2 separate regions of the Hordeum vulgare genome follow, and region 2 is linked to region 1. The links are chromatin contacts, called in public Hi-C maps. All regions are on one chromosome and are shown on one strand. The core of a region is the stretch at or near the end of the contact, and the rest is flanking DNA. Distances in the headings are between cores, read along the strand shown. Region 1 has its middle 140 kb from the start of LOC123395619. Region 2 has its middle 94 kb from the start of LOC123398604.

Region 1 (7,592 bases), core at 3,719-6,218:
CCGGAAACGAAGATTGATATATAGGATGACCTCATTTGGTTACCGGAAGGTTTTCGTGCATTACCGGAAAAGTTTCGGGCTCATCGGTAGTGTACCGGGAGTGCCGGGAGGGGTGCCGGGGACCATCGGGAGGGGTGTCACGCCCCAAGGGGTCTCATGGGCTATGGGAAGAGATAAACCAGCCCCTAGTGGGCTGGAATAAGTTCCCACTAAGGCCCATAAGGTTTGAGAAGGAAAAAACACAAGGTGGAAAGAGTTTCCAAGTGGGAAGGTGGAATCCTACTCCAAGTAGGATTGGAGTAGGACTCCTGCACCTCCAATTTCGTCCAAACCTTTAGGTTTTGAGGCTGCCTCCTCCCCTCCCTCCCACCTATATATACGGAGGTTTTAGGGCTGATTTGAGACGACTTTTCCACGGCAGCCCGACCACATACCTCCACGGTTTTTCCTCTAGATCGCGTTTCTGCAGAGCTCGGGCGGAGCCCTGCTGAGACAAGGTCATCACCAACCTCCGGAGCGCCGTCACGCTGCCGGAGAACTCTTCTACCTCTCCGTCTCTCTTGCTGGATCAAGAAGGTCGAGATCATCGTCGAGCTGTACGTGTGCTGAACGCGGAGGTGCCGTCCGTTCGGTACTAGATCGTGGGACTGATCGCGGGATTGTTCGCGGGGCGGATCGAGGGACGTGAGGACGCTCCACTACATCAACCGCGTTCACTAACTCTTCTGCTGTACGATCTACAAGGGTACGTAGATCACTCATCCCCTCTCGTAGATAGACATCACCATGATAGGTCTTCGTGCGCGTAGGAAAATTTTTGTTTCCCATGCGACGTTCCCCAACAGGGCGCGGCGGCGATGGGGGTTTCTGGGGTGAGAGAGAGGGGTGTGGGGGTGGGGTCGACGACCGTTAGGGGAGAGAGGGGTGGGGGTGGGGGCGACGACCGTTAGGGGAGAGAGGGGTGGGGGGGTGGGGGAGACGACCGTTAGGGCGCATCCTCTTTGCCGTCTGCACCCCGACGACAAAGAGGAACAAGGCAGACGACAAAGAGAGAGTCCGTTAGGGGGAGAGAGGGGTGCGGGGGTGGGCCGTCCCGTGCTCTTTGCCGTCTGCCTGAATGCTCTTTGCCATCTGCTGACAGACAACAAAGAGCAGACTGATGGCAAATAGTATCTTTTCCATCAGTCCGCTCTTTGCCGTCTAGTTTTCGGTAGCTCATGGCAAAGAGGGTCTTTGCCATTAGCCAGAAGACGGCAAAGAAGCAGCAAATGTCAAATTCTCTCATTCGAGTAGTGGATCCCAACTATTGTCACTTTGGGGTCTGCGGATTAGAACACATAATAGCTGCATATAACTTATAAGATAGAATCTAAAGCACTCTCATATTCATGGAAACATAATAGGTTCAGATCTTAAATCATGACACTCTCGCCCTAGTGACAAGCATTAAGCATAGCAAAGTCATAACAACATTAATCTCGGAACATAGTGGATACTAGGGATGGAGTCATAACAATTGACTCGGTTACATGACAAATCTCATCCAACTCCATCACCGTCTAGCAAGCCTCAAAGGAATTACTCACTTCTGGTGGTGAGCATCATGGAATTGTCGATAGAGATGGGTTCAGGATGACAACAACAACCCCCTCTCTACAACCCCGAAAAACTCCAGATCAGCCCTCCCGATGAAGAACAGGAGGTGGCAGCGGCTCCGTCTTGCAAAACGTGATGAAAGTTTCTCTCTGATTTCTCTCTCTCCCAGACAATATTTATGGTGTAGGAGTTAGGGCAAGGAGAGATTTGCGGGATCCATGAGCTTGCATGGCGCGCCCTAGGGGGGCGCCCCCTGAGCTCGTGGCTCCGTGGAGGGCCTCGTATAGTAGTTCTCTTCGTCAATTATTTTTTAAATATTCTTGAAATATTCTTCGTAAATTTTTAGCCCAATCTAAGAACTTTTATTTTTGCACAAAAACAACACCATGGTTGTTGTGCTGAAAACAACGTCAGTCCGGGTTAGTTTCATTCAAATCATACAAATTAGAGTCCAAAACAAAAGCAAAATTGCTTCAAAAAATATATTTGTTTGAGACGTATCATAGCACTGAGGAGATTCGACACCAATCACATCCTCGAGTTCTAGTCGTCGGGTAAAAACCAAGATTCGACTTGACGGCTTAGGGATGACGACGCTGAATCATTGTCTTGAAGACGTGGTCTTTTGGTGGGAGCTCCCGGTTTGTGGTGATGTGGTGGCCGAGAGTTTGCATCGGTGAGGGTGCATGATGTTTGAAGTGGTTCATCCGTCTTGGCCGACAGGTGGCACGCGAGACTAGGAAGTTGGAGCTCTTTTGACATGTCCGTCTTTCTATGGATATGCCTTCTCTCTTCGATGTCAACAAGGCCATCGTACAAGCTTGTGGTGGAGGTGATTATTTGGGCAGATAGGCAAACTTTGGTGTTGCAGCGACAAAGTCGAAGTTGGCATGTCGGGAATGTGATTGGCGATGCACGATGACACCGCTATCGTTGATGTTGGGCTTCTGTGTTTTTTGTAGTGTTTCCTCACATTTTTTTTTTGTGTTTATGTATATCCTTTTGCTCTTTAGATCTAGTTTAGTTAGTTGTCAATGAGGCCATCCTACAAGCTTGTGCTCGAGTACTTGTTTTGTCCAGTTTCTCTCGAGCAGTTTTCAACTATTGCCTTTTTTCTGAATGAAATTTTAGCAGCTCTTTTGTTAACTTAAAAAACACATCTCTTTTGCGTGCTGAATGGCTTCCCGCAGGTCCACCTATGGATGTATGTACGATGTTGGTGAAAGAATTGGAGGGGCAAGCGAGTGTCGAAGCTTGAGGGGAGGGGTGGGGGAAGGACAATTTCATTGTTTTGACCCTTTGCCGTTAGTTTGCGTGATTTGACCCTATGTGTAAAAGTTTTTCGGATCTCACCCTTTTTCTATCGTCATTGTCTTTGACGGTAGGATAACACATCCCACCGCCAAGGCCTTTAACGGTAGGACTTAATTACATCGTCATGTTCTAATAAAATGATAATAAAATGATGATTACATGCAGGTCCCTCCCGTCATAGTCTACGACCGTAGGGACCTGCATGCAATTATAATAAAATGATGATTACATGCAGGTCCCTAACATGATAAACGGTGACGGTAGGGTAATACATCCTACCGCCATATGATGTGGAGGTAAGGTTTTCTCGCACCAAACAGACGTGACGGCGTCACTAAGTCCTACTGTCATAGACCCTGACGGTAAGATGTGTTACCCTACCGTCATAGACAACAACGATACAAAAATGGTGAGATCATAAAAACTTTTGCACATGGAGTCTAATCTCTCCCTAATAATAAAGCAAATACGGTTTCTCGTCGTCCGTCGTGGCATTTTGGTGAAAAAGTCCCTCCGTTTTCAGTTAATCAACCCGCAGTCCTTTCTTAAGTTGGAAAAACGTTTCGTCGTGCCACTTTTACAAAAAAAGCCCCCGACGTTTCCTGAAATCAACCCGCTGTCCGGATCTAAATCAGAAAACAAATCGTTTTTGAATCGTTCAGAAAACCCTCTAATGTTTCACGTAATCAACCCGCACTCCGTATTTTAACAAAAAAAACCTAACTTTTCAGTTAATCAATCCAAATTTTATCTAAAACAAAATTATCCATATCTTTTAAACCCTAATTCCGATTTTAACATGTTATATATGAAATTTGATTAAAAAATATATAGAATCTAAATAGGGTGTTATTTTTAGCTGTTGAATACTTCTTAAATATTATTTTTTGTGCAAAGTTAATCTGTAGTGTACGGTCCTTTTTTCTCTCTTTCCAACGACGATACGAATTGCAATAAACATTTATTAAATTAAAACCTAATTAAGAGGAAAGAAAACATCGTTAACCACACATGCTCATCTTTGAAAAATCTCGTGGAGAGAAACAACATATTTTTCATCTTATTCCGAGTAACTGTACATTCAAACGCGTTTTTGTTGTGTGAGCACTAAAACCATCGTCGGCAACACAAATGTGATGCCATGTGAAAATATATTACGTTTAGAGCATGTGTTATTTTTTTTTCCTTTACCACGCACGGGCTCTTCTGCTGGTCGTGCTAAACTAACAACAAAGTGTCAAAACAATGAATTTTGCCGCGGGGGATGGTGTACGTGCCGGACGGAGCGGACTGTAGGCAGGGTACCCTGAAGAAATTAAAAATGAACTGTAGGGAGGCATGGCTGGCGATCTCGCTCATCCATCCACATTCCGGCGTGCATAATTGCAACCTGCAGCAGTAGCGTGCATAATTGTAACCTGCAGTACTGGTACTGTGCCTACGCGAGGGGTGCAAGTGCAGGCCTGCAATAATCCACGACTGCTATGTCCTGCCAAGTCCTGCTCTCACGCAATCAAGGCAACAACTCCAGACAAAAACACTATCTCCAGTGAACCCGCACCGCATTGTGGAGCGCCGGATCCAGATCGGATGGGCTGGGCTGCCGCCTGCGTTTTGACTCCGGAACAGCTATTTCCCAGCACGCTCCCTCCCTCGCAGTAGTCAGTCCCAGGGTCCAGAGTTCAGACCCTGGGCGGCCGGGCCCCGCCCCAGACGAGACGGCGTCGTGGCTGTCATGCGCTGCAGCGCCACGCACGGCGGTCCCAGCACACATGCCCAGCCCAACCCACGTCCCCCCACCCCACCCCCAGACCCCAGGCGACCAACAACCGCCGACCCAGCAGCGTCCCATTCACAATCCATTCCGCCACCTGAACGCCTCTCCCGATCGGCTCCCGTGGTCGCGTGCGGCGTGCGGCGTGCCCCCGCCCGGGCGGCAGAGGCAGCAACGGCAAGAAGGGACACGAACGGCTCGCGCTTTGGTGGGTTGGGTGCCGGGACAAGGAGCAGCCAGCAGCAACAGCTCACCCCACTGTCTTCTATCGCCTTCACTGCGTCGTGTCATGAACCCATCCCGAACTGAACAGGGAGGGAGCCGGGCAGCGCTCACGTGGTGGGGGCCTATCGGCCGGCCCGGGCAGTTCCGTTCTCGTTGCAGCGCGCGTGCGTGTGTGCGTAAAGGGGGTTCGTCGTGTGTCCGTTTTGTTCTGTCTCCCCCCTCCACTCGCCAGGAGTCCAGAGGACACGAGTGCTCCGCGGGCACAGTTCGTCTGTACGGCCTCTCGCTTTTCTTCATCTCGATTGCATACGGCCTATTAGGGCGTTTCCAAGGCAACCTCTACATTTTCTTCCGCATCTGTCTCGTATATATCCGGTCTTTCTAATTTTACTTGATAGTTCGTACGTTCAAGTAGTCGTATACATAGAGTTGAGACGTTCAAATAGTCATGTACATAAGTACATACATTTAAATAGCCGCATGTAATGCTAGTTTAGATTAAAAAAATGTAAATTTTATATTTCAACATTGTTTTTTTTGTCAATACGCATGAGAGCGTATCTTTTCATTGATAGAGGATAATAAAGTGGAGAGTGGTATTGCAGTTGCATACACAAAATGGCGCGACCATGAATCCAAAATGAGCGACGGTGCGATCTTGTCGTAGATGATGGCATTGCGGTGACGCTAGAGGGACCATGTCATAAGCATGACAATGGTGGTGAAGCCGAGCAGCTTGGCCAGGGTTGTCATGTGTAGGATCGAGTGAAGCCACTCACGGAACCAAAGGGAGCCATCCGGTGCGGCGATCCCGAGGCAGCACCAAGTGAGGATATCATGCTAGATACTGCGGGAGAAGACACAACCCAATAGAATGTGGTGCATGGTCTTAGCCTCTTGAGAGCAGAATATGCACGCAGGCTCGTGAGGCAGTCCTCGACGGGCTAGGTGATCCGCTGTCCAATAGCGACTGATGGAGGCCAGGTAGGTGAAGAATTTCACGGAGAGGGGGGCTCCGAATTTCCAAACCAAGCGTCAATGTTCGCATAATGTGGATCCAGTGAATATGGCTTGGTAGAATGAGGAAGGAGTGTAGACTCCCTTCTCTGTCCACTTATTGTGGATGACATCCGGGTGCGAGCTAAGAGCAAGGGGTTGCATCCTTGGCCACACATCAACATATTCGAGCATGGCAGTCGGGCCAAGTGAGCCCTGGATGTCTCTAATCAAGGAGCGGTCGTGCATGGGAATGGCAACCGTTTGGGATCGACCACGGCGACTCGGAACATGTGTCACTAGGTTGGGAGCAGAGTCACAGATGGAGCTGCCTTAGATCCACTTACTTGTTCACAAACGACAAGTGATGCCTCACAGTGTCCTGAACTAGGGGCTACTAACCCGAGATATTTGACCATACGGACCGGACTAGGATCCCGTTAAGCCACATCCTAAGGAGCAATGGAAGCGCCAAGACTCCACATGCCATCTCGTGTGTGTTGAGAACCTCGTCCCCAATGAGGAGGTCATGTTCGAAAGCTTGGAATACACCACCGACGCCTTTGGCAATCTCGACATCTCTGGTTGGGCTCCAAGGCGATTGGAGCAGACATCGGATACCGAAGTTTCAAGCCTGAAACCAATCTCCAACCCTGGCTTCCCAGCAAACACCAATGAAGGTCCGCCCTCAAGCACAGATCTACCCCTCTCCATCATAGAGCGAAACCTCAAGTGTGACCCTCCTTCGGACCTAGCCTCGAGCTCGTCTCGGTTTGCCTCCGATGTAGCTCTTATGGCTCCATATAATCCACTTTGGATTGGCCCCGCTTATAGTCAAACAATGGATCGAAGTGATCTCTCGCTTTTAAAAGAGATGTTAGATCGGATACAGAGCCTGGGATCTCAGATGGCAAGACCTCTCCTATGACCACATCGGATGTAAAGCTGATGTTCAAGAAATTTAAGTCCCACTCACCACCCATCTAGTCGCTACAGTCAAACACTTAACCGATGTCCTCGACTACGTGTGAGAAGATGCGGAATGGGATGAAGATACCGGGGATGGACCGAACCCAAGGAAGATAAAGACCGACAAGTGGGCGGAAACATCCACCTACGTGTCTACATGGTGGATACCTCTCACAACAATAGAGAAGAAGAGGACAAACACCCCTCCAGAGGTAAATGATGCGGCTACATCGAAGGAAGTCTCGCATAGGCAATGCTAGTGTTGTGGAGGCCGATAACGACAGCGCCCAAGATCATAACACAAGCCTAACCGTAGAGGACCCGAGAGGTGCACAGACATCACGCCCGGGCTTACCCTATGATGACCCCGATGATGATAACTACATGCCATCGGGCGAGGAGGTAAGCCTTGGATCCAACGATTTTGTCGTCCCTGAGAACTTCAAAGCCCTTGAGGCCTACCAGAGGTGTGTGATGGCAATCGTCCGCAGTGTCAAACTAGGGCAAGCCCGGCTGAAGGCTGACCAAGACACACTCAATGACACGTGGGTTGAAGTCTTGTTGGAGGAACAAGAACTCGAGGATAGACTAAAAAGTTAACATTTATCCTACAATTGGAGACGCTTATTTTGAGAATTAGATGATGAAGCAGAAGATGACCCGCCGAGGAACTATGATCGTCACGATCAACGGGACCATCCTCCTAGGGGACGGGATA
Region 2 (7,625 bases), core at 4,649-7,148, 330 kb after region 1:
CTTCTCGAAAAATATATAGTTCGTGACAATCTCGAAAATAGTTTGTCGACGTTTACGGCTGTCGCCGTAACGCTAAAGATTTGGCAAAATAGACCAGTGTTACTACTAGTGTAAGCTTCTTGGAGCTAAATTTTACCTTAATTAGCGGTCTCTTTAGCTAAGAACATATAAAATGGATCGGGTATAACGGTGGCTGGGTAATCATTGGGACACTGAGCGCCATCCACATGCTTATGCTTGGAGGGTCGATATGCATGGACCGACGTGCACGCTGCCTTTATCATGGCGACCTCCCTCAAAGCTCCAACCCTAAAAGCGCATCTAATCTAGTGATGTTGATGGGCCAGAGTGAGGCTATGGCATCACCGGTATCATCATTAGGTATTTAGTCTTTCACACTAACTCCATAGCTAGCTAGCTATGCCATGCAGATCAAGAGCCGTGTCAGAAGATATATGCTTCCCTCCCGCAAAAGATTTTCCTTTGGTGTCTACTCGTACAAAATTGGATGGGTGGCGTACAAAATTTTCGATCCGTGTGACGACCAAATGGGGAAAGAGAGACGGCCTTTAAATTGTTATATCTGCCATGATTATCCTTACAAAAACATTTTTTATGACATGATATCGTGGAATTATGTGGAACATATATGATTTGCTGGGCGACTGACAGCGTACGTATGATCCTGCTTGTAGTTTACGCCATAGTCTGAACCATTTGTCAGTCAGTGGCTAGGGTAATAGTACTAGGAGTATCTGTATCCATCGCGTATCTTGGAGAAAAGCTTGTGGTGGCACACTTGGTGTAGCTATCGCGTATTTCAGGGACATGTAATGCGTAGGGTTTGCTATATATGGTTTTCGTGCACATCTACTTGAGTGCTACGTGTGCACACGGAGGTGGGGGGAAAGGGAAAGGGGATATACACCAATATATTTTATTCCCTCCCATCTATATTATTAGTCTTAAATTTATCTACATACAAATGTATTTAATAAAAATGTTAGACATATCAATAAATCTAAGACAAATAATATGAATTAGAGGGAACACTGTTAATTAGAGAAAGCACACACTCCATCCATTCTTTAATATAGCTTTTCTTTAAAGATTTCACTATAAACTACATATAAATGTATATAAACATAATTTAAAATATAGATTCAAGTCATTTGGTTTCTATGTTGTCTTTAGTAAAAAAAATAAAAAAACTTATTTAAAAACGAATAGAGTAAATAGCTAGGACCTATAGAAGTTTGCACCTTTTGCTCGGAAAGGAATACAATATTCTTTCAAAAAGTTGTAAAAATCAGGAGTGATTGAACAATTAATTTTTAGAAAAAAAGAACAACTATAGCAACAATGTTTTCGGGCGCGGTGTTTTGCCTCTTCGGCGCATCACCATATGTGGGTGAATAGTAAGATAAAGAAAACACTAGAAAAAATAAATTAAACTGATTTTGTTTTATGTATTTTCGGGTGACGTGAGATAGTTTACTATTCATGCACTGTTTAATCATTTTTTTTAGAGTTGTTCATATGTCCAAACATGATGAAGTTGGCACGGACATCACGCGCTCAGACATGTTTCATGGAAAAAAAAAATCAGATTTCTTTTGGAAAAGAAGCACACATTCACACTTGCCTCGTTGTACTTTTCATCAGGAGCAAATGAGTACTACTTCCTCTCTCCCAAAATAAGAGCATCTCTAACAGACCTTGTATATCATCGATCCGAAAAAGTCCTTTACAGTTTACGAAAAAACAGTTTTGTGGACCGACGTGGGTGACGAACGAGCAGACCCCGCAAATCAGATCCGAAAAAAGGATATTTTGCGAATATCCTTTTTACGGGTCCGGTTTACAAGGTTTGTTCGGCCATCGTCCACCGCCGACCCGTAAATCATTAGTGTGCATTTCAATTTCGAGCATGAAAACACATTTTTTTGCTTCTTTATTTTCTTCAAAGACATTGGATACATAATAATTTACCAAACCTTTACTAAAATAGAAAGAAAAAAAAAGAATCACAATTAGGCATTTTAGAGGATACCCAACTACCATAACTGCTCCCACTAGTTGGACCAACATCTTCTTCATGCATTCATTGTTGATCTGCGGATTCTAGATCTTACATTCTGTCATTCTTCGGCTTTGATTCTAAAGAATTATACGTAGCTTTCCCTCTAATTTCTTTTCTAACTGCACATGCAGCCACATCATTAGCCTCAATTATACTAAGCAGTGCATGAACATCTATTAAGTTTCTTCCTATCAATAAATCAATGTATTCTTCTTCTCAATACCTAAATGAGCATCCACCTTCCTACACACATGAACATCTAAATAAACTACCGAAATTGAACCAATTAAGTTGACAAAGCCGAACGGAAACAAGAACATACCCCGTCGTTATTGCATTTGAAGAATACCCATCCAGGTGTTGCCGCGTGCTAGATGTTAGTCGCAACACTGTCTCTGTGCAGTCGTCGCATGAGCGGCATCGGCAAGCCGGCGAGCCGTTGCGCGAGCACCGAGCCCGGGCGACGGCCGGCCGAGTCCTTGTCGGCAAACCAACGACGGCGATTTGAGGACGAACGAGTACCTACATGCAGTGCTGGCGCTTTGTCGGGGCTATGCGGGGAGCTCCCTGACCAATCCATGGCTTGTGCAGCCAGTGGTGACCGAAAATGCCAGATCCGACAGGCATGACAAACAGTCGTCGATCTGCAACTTTCTAGCCGGCCGAGGCAGCAGGAAAGGGTAGTGGTCAATCCCGGGCGTGTGGTGGCCTGCCGGCGTGATCCCGGCGGCTGGTATGGCCGGAATCGTAGGCGGCAGCCCGACAACGGTGGGTGGGGGAAAAGCGCGGGCTCAAATGTCCCACCCGCGAACCGCTCTCGCTATATAGAGGGCACCGATGGGATGAGGGGGAGAACCTGCGTTTTCGCAGGTTGGGATGGGAATTTTGCCGCGCTCCTCAAAAATATTTACGGGTCGAACACGTTTGCGTGGTCTAATCACGCAACTTTTTTCGCATTGACCCGTATTTTAACAGTTATTTTGTGGATCGGGGCATTATACGGGGTCTGCTAGAGATGCTCTTAAGTGTCTCAACTTTTATATAAGTACTAGTGTTAGTATAAAGTTGAGACACTTTTTTTGGAAGAAAGGAAGTATTTAGGTGTCAACAAAGATAAAATTGCTCGAATATAAGCTTTTGTAGGACTTAACCATTGTAGGCTCCGGGAATAGACGTGTGATCTTGATTTTGACCTAACGCTTAGCCCATTTTGTCTACGTTATCATCTAACCCAAGGGCTCACGTAAGGTCCTAGTTAGACATGCACTTCCTTCAAGATGAGCAATTTTACTGGCCCTGCCATCTCTAGACTCTAGTGATGGTTAACATCAATGCTCCTGATTAGGAAAACTGACCAATAAACTGCAGAAAGGCTTATTGCAAAGTAGTACTACTACTACCATTATTTAGGAACACATGTTCCTTGCTCTAAGGCCATAACTGGTCAAAATTGGTGACCACTCAATAATCCACTGGTTTCTGGTTACTGGAAAACGATGTTAACATCCAAACTCTTGGACCTCAGCCAATGGAGATAAGCCTAACTTTTCTTTCTTTGCATCAAAGCATAAGCTGAAATGCCTGCCGCTCTCGTTGTGGTAATTGTCCTAATCCATACGTTGGATGGTCCCATTTTAACAATTGGAATCTTGACATACGCATACAGTTAACAATGTCTTCATCAGTATGCAAGCTCCTTTGCAGAAAGTAATTTTGGCAACTAGTTGCCACTAACTCGATTTGTATTCCCTTTCCTTATTTAATTTTCCTTTTCATTTTTTTAATAAACCATGCTTTTTTACAGCAATAAACCATGCATTTAGTTCAGGCTATATCATGTGCACATGCTAACATGCATCAAAGAAGTGGAACCATTTATGACCTGAAAAAAAGAGAGCATGAATTGGGACCAAGTTATATAAATCATAAAACTATCATTTTTTATGTCTCAAGAGTATATCTTCATGATTTCCTTTTTCTGTGAGAATACATGATATAGAACGAACTATATCCACAAATTATTTCATATTTTTTGGAAACTCGAAGAATACCTTTTAATAATGAGGTGTAAAGACAACTAGCTGCACAAAATTCAGGCTTTTATGTTTTTCTTAGAGGCCTGCGGCATTCTAGACCAGCCAATTTTCATGATTTATCTCTAACATACACTGCCCATGCAATTTCAACATTGATGTTTGTTAAAAAAAGTGATATTTCCTCTGTTCGGGCTTATATATAAGTGCATCACACGTTTTTATTACAACTTTGGCCATTAATTTGGTCAACCAAATATTACTTAAATGTCCAACAAAAAATATCACTAGAGCCATTTTTTTTCAAAAAGATGGTTGAAAACCCCGGCCTCTGCATCCAAGGATGCACACAACCATATATGAATAGAGTCATACCCAAAAGAACTTTTCAATGGTATAATTTCTGTGGCATATAACTCATATATTGTTGATATTTTTTGTTGCCGGTCATATTTTGTTGATCAAATTAAGGGTCATTTTTTATATTAAAATGCATGTGAAACTTATAAATGAGAGCACCGAGATTATCAATAATCCGATGCACCATCGCATATGTAATAACTAGATGATACCCCACACGTTGGGGGGGATGCATTGGTTGCAATCTTTTTTTATGAAATTTAAATAAATAAAATAGACATAATATATTGTATTTGACTATTATGTTGTTGTAAATATATACATAATATAAGTAGCATTTTTCATGCATCTTGAGAGAAATACAATTTTTTTTAGAGAAGAGAGAAATTGTGAGAAATATAACTAGTGTGATTGATGAGGTGCATGTGTAGTGAGAGTAAGTTGGATATGTGCATATTGAGAGAGAAAATAAATAGCATTTTCATTCATGTTAAGAGAAATAATTAGTGAGGTGATGAGGTGGCATATTTGCATGTTGAGAAAATTAAAACGGTGATGATCAACTATTCAAGTAGAACTAGACGATGCCCGCGCGTTGCTATGAAAAATTTGTTAAAAAGTATAAAAATAAATGTTAGAAAACTAATGTTAATACAAAAAAATTATAAAAATGTCTTACTTAATTACCTAGAAAAATTTCATGCATGAGGATATGTTTTGTATGAAGAGATTAATGGAAAAGGAACTTATGACTACATGCATGATTTTGTGATTTGGCATTGTTGCATGAAGAGGAAATTTAAGTATTTGTTCTAGCTATTTAAGAATAGATGATATGAAACGTCGAATACGAGAAAAGTTTATACCACAGATTGGCAACCATAAAAATAAAATCATTTGAGGGCAAAGGGAGCAGAAAGCAGGTACCTCACATGATAGGGCTTTGCATGTGACAGCCCTAGTACGTAACTCCTAAAACCGGTATACGTACATGACACGCCCACTGATCACAAGCTGGTTAATGCACCCTGCCGCAACCACATGCGGCATCAGCCCCTTCCATTTGATGCGATCGAGGTGGGAAAGAAATTCAGGTATCTGGCTGGCAATGGCACCAAAATCAGCATGATTCCATTTATTGAGTGCATCTGCCATTGGCAATAATAGTGGAAATGGAGTGAAAGGGGGCGAGCCGTCTGGTGAAAGTTGGGAGTGGGGGATGCTAGGCTAGCTGCTCATGCTCCAGGCAGGCAGCTAATTCTGTGCATAAACACCCTCCCAACATACATGCCAGCACAAATTCCACATAACCGGGCAGGATGATTCTGTGCAGAAACAACCCTGCAAGATGTAATCACTCCCCGTCCCTCCCTCCCTGCCACTGTGCAGGCGCCCAGGGTAGGAGTGGAGCAAAACCATCATCATTGGTGCCTCTGGCTGCGTGATTGACAGCATGCATGGGTGGTACTCATATCATATCTTTGTTCTATTGGGGCTTCGATGTCCTCCACAAAGATTCCCCTGTGGATAAAATGGAGATGGTGAGCATAATTGATGCTGCTACTACTACTAGCACTGCAACTTGTGTTTGTGTGAGCCTCAGGTGTTGATGGACCATGTCCACTGGATTACCATGCATATGGTAGTTTGCCTCAGACTGAATTGAATCAGCTCCATGTGGGCTCAAACCCAAATATCCAACTGTCAGATGCTTTAATTGGCTCATGATGCATGTGACATGACATGTGAGCTGTTAACTCTAGGCTAGATTTTTGTATTCACCATGACAGTAACAGTTGATGCAGTAGGCCCACAAGGAGGTTTGTTGTATCCCCATAATTGAGAGGAGTAGAATGGATGGCAAGGGGATGGGGATCTTATCTCTGAAAACCACAACAAAGTTAGCCGAAAGTGTCAAAGCTAGCCTTTTCCATCATTTTCCATCTTTATTCCATGGGTGATGATAATTAGCATTTGCTAACACATTCTGGTACTGGACTCATCAGAAACAGTAGTCTCGCGGGCTAGCTTAGGATAGGCCACTGCCCCATATAGATATAGTAGTCCAATGATTCTCTCTTAAAAGTAATTCTATCTTTGTTTCTGTTAGAAATCTGGCAGAACATGCTTGGTTAGGATCGGTTTGTAGCTTCCGTTTGCGTATCCTCCACTTGCTGAATGGGTTTCTGTGGCCATGGACTGAGACAGAACAGTCCTGAATCCCTAATTCATTGAATGTGCGATCAGTTGATAAGTTTTGCTTATCCGTATAAATATGAGTATAACCAGTATGCCGATCCCTTTCGTGACACGTTGTTATCGATGATCCATTCCCGTTGCTTGGCGTTGTCGGCAAGCCGTTGATTAGTGCCACCGTTAGCAGGGGAATCACAGATTAATGATTTAGTCGACTGACCCTCGCTATAGAAGGATTTAGTCGACTGCGACAGGACTGGAAAGAAATGTTTTCTAGGGTAATTGAAAAAAAGAATTTTGTTTTTGAGCAACACTGAAAATGAGTTTTTATAGGGCTTGAAAAATAGAGTCGGGAAGACGAACTAGTCGCTGGTTAAAGCCTGATCTTTGCGGGGTTTTTAGGTAAAGCCTGCTGTTTGTCGAAATAACTAACTAAGGAGTATTCTTTTCAAAGATCATTCCTGTCTTTTTAGGTTATGACAAATGGCTCATTGTTATGTGTCATTTGTCGCAACCTAAGAATTTTCTTTTTTTTATATAGGTCCGTATTTTTAAAACGTTTTATCTCATAAATCGTGCGTTTAAATATCGGACCGTTTTTATTGTTGGGTTTTTTCGTCCTGAGATTGTCAAAACCAGATCAGATGTTGATAGGTTTTGACGAACTTTTTTCACAAAAAAATCGGATGAAAACCATGCCTCTTACGATAGAAAAATAAAATAAAAACGCGTTTTTTTTATTTCCTAGAAGCACGGCTCTGCCTCTCATGATGGCAAAACCGTGCCTATTGTGGAAAAAAAACAAAAATGCATTTTTTTTGTTTCCGAGAGGCGCGGTCGTACCTCTCGTAAAAGCAAAAACTGTGCCTCTCGCAAAGGCAAAACCGTGCCTCTCATGAAAGCAAACCCATGCCTCTCGCGAAAAAACGCATTGTTTTTTCCATTTTCAGGAG

What was found. Hi-C and Micro-C count contacts between places; a contact is called where the count stands out from the background.
Region 2: a contact with region 1 is called in a Hi-C map of leaf, with 7 times the contacts expected there. The contact joins two enhancer-like sites. A contact is called at or near these places in 3 of 6 Hi-C or Micro-C datasets (leaf and seedling).

Annotation. Positions count from the first base shown.
Region 1 is chr5H:447,539,768-447,547,359 of MorexV3_pseudomolecules_assembly, forward strand. No RefSeq gene overlaps it. Among protein-coding and RNA genes, the nearest start is that of LOC123395619, 140 kb to the left of the region's middle. Within about 2 kb of position 4,969, at least 3 of the 3 cell types and tissues checked have open chromatin away from gene starts, as enhancers often do. A contact at or near this core is called in leaf, where this site is marked.
Region 2 is chr5H:447,868,348-447,875,972 of MorexV3_pseudomolecules_assembly, forward strand. No RefSeq gene overlaps it. Among protein-coding and RNA genes, the nearest start is that of LOC123398604, 94 kb to the right of the region's middle. Within about 2 kb of position 5,899, at least 2 of the 3 cell types and tissues checked have open chromatin away from gene starts, as enhancers often do. A contact at or near this core is called in leaf, where this site is marked.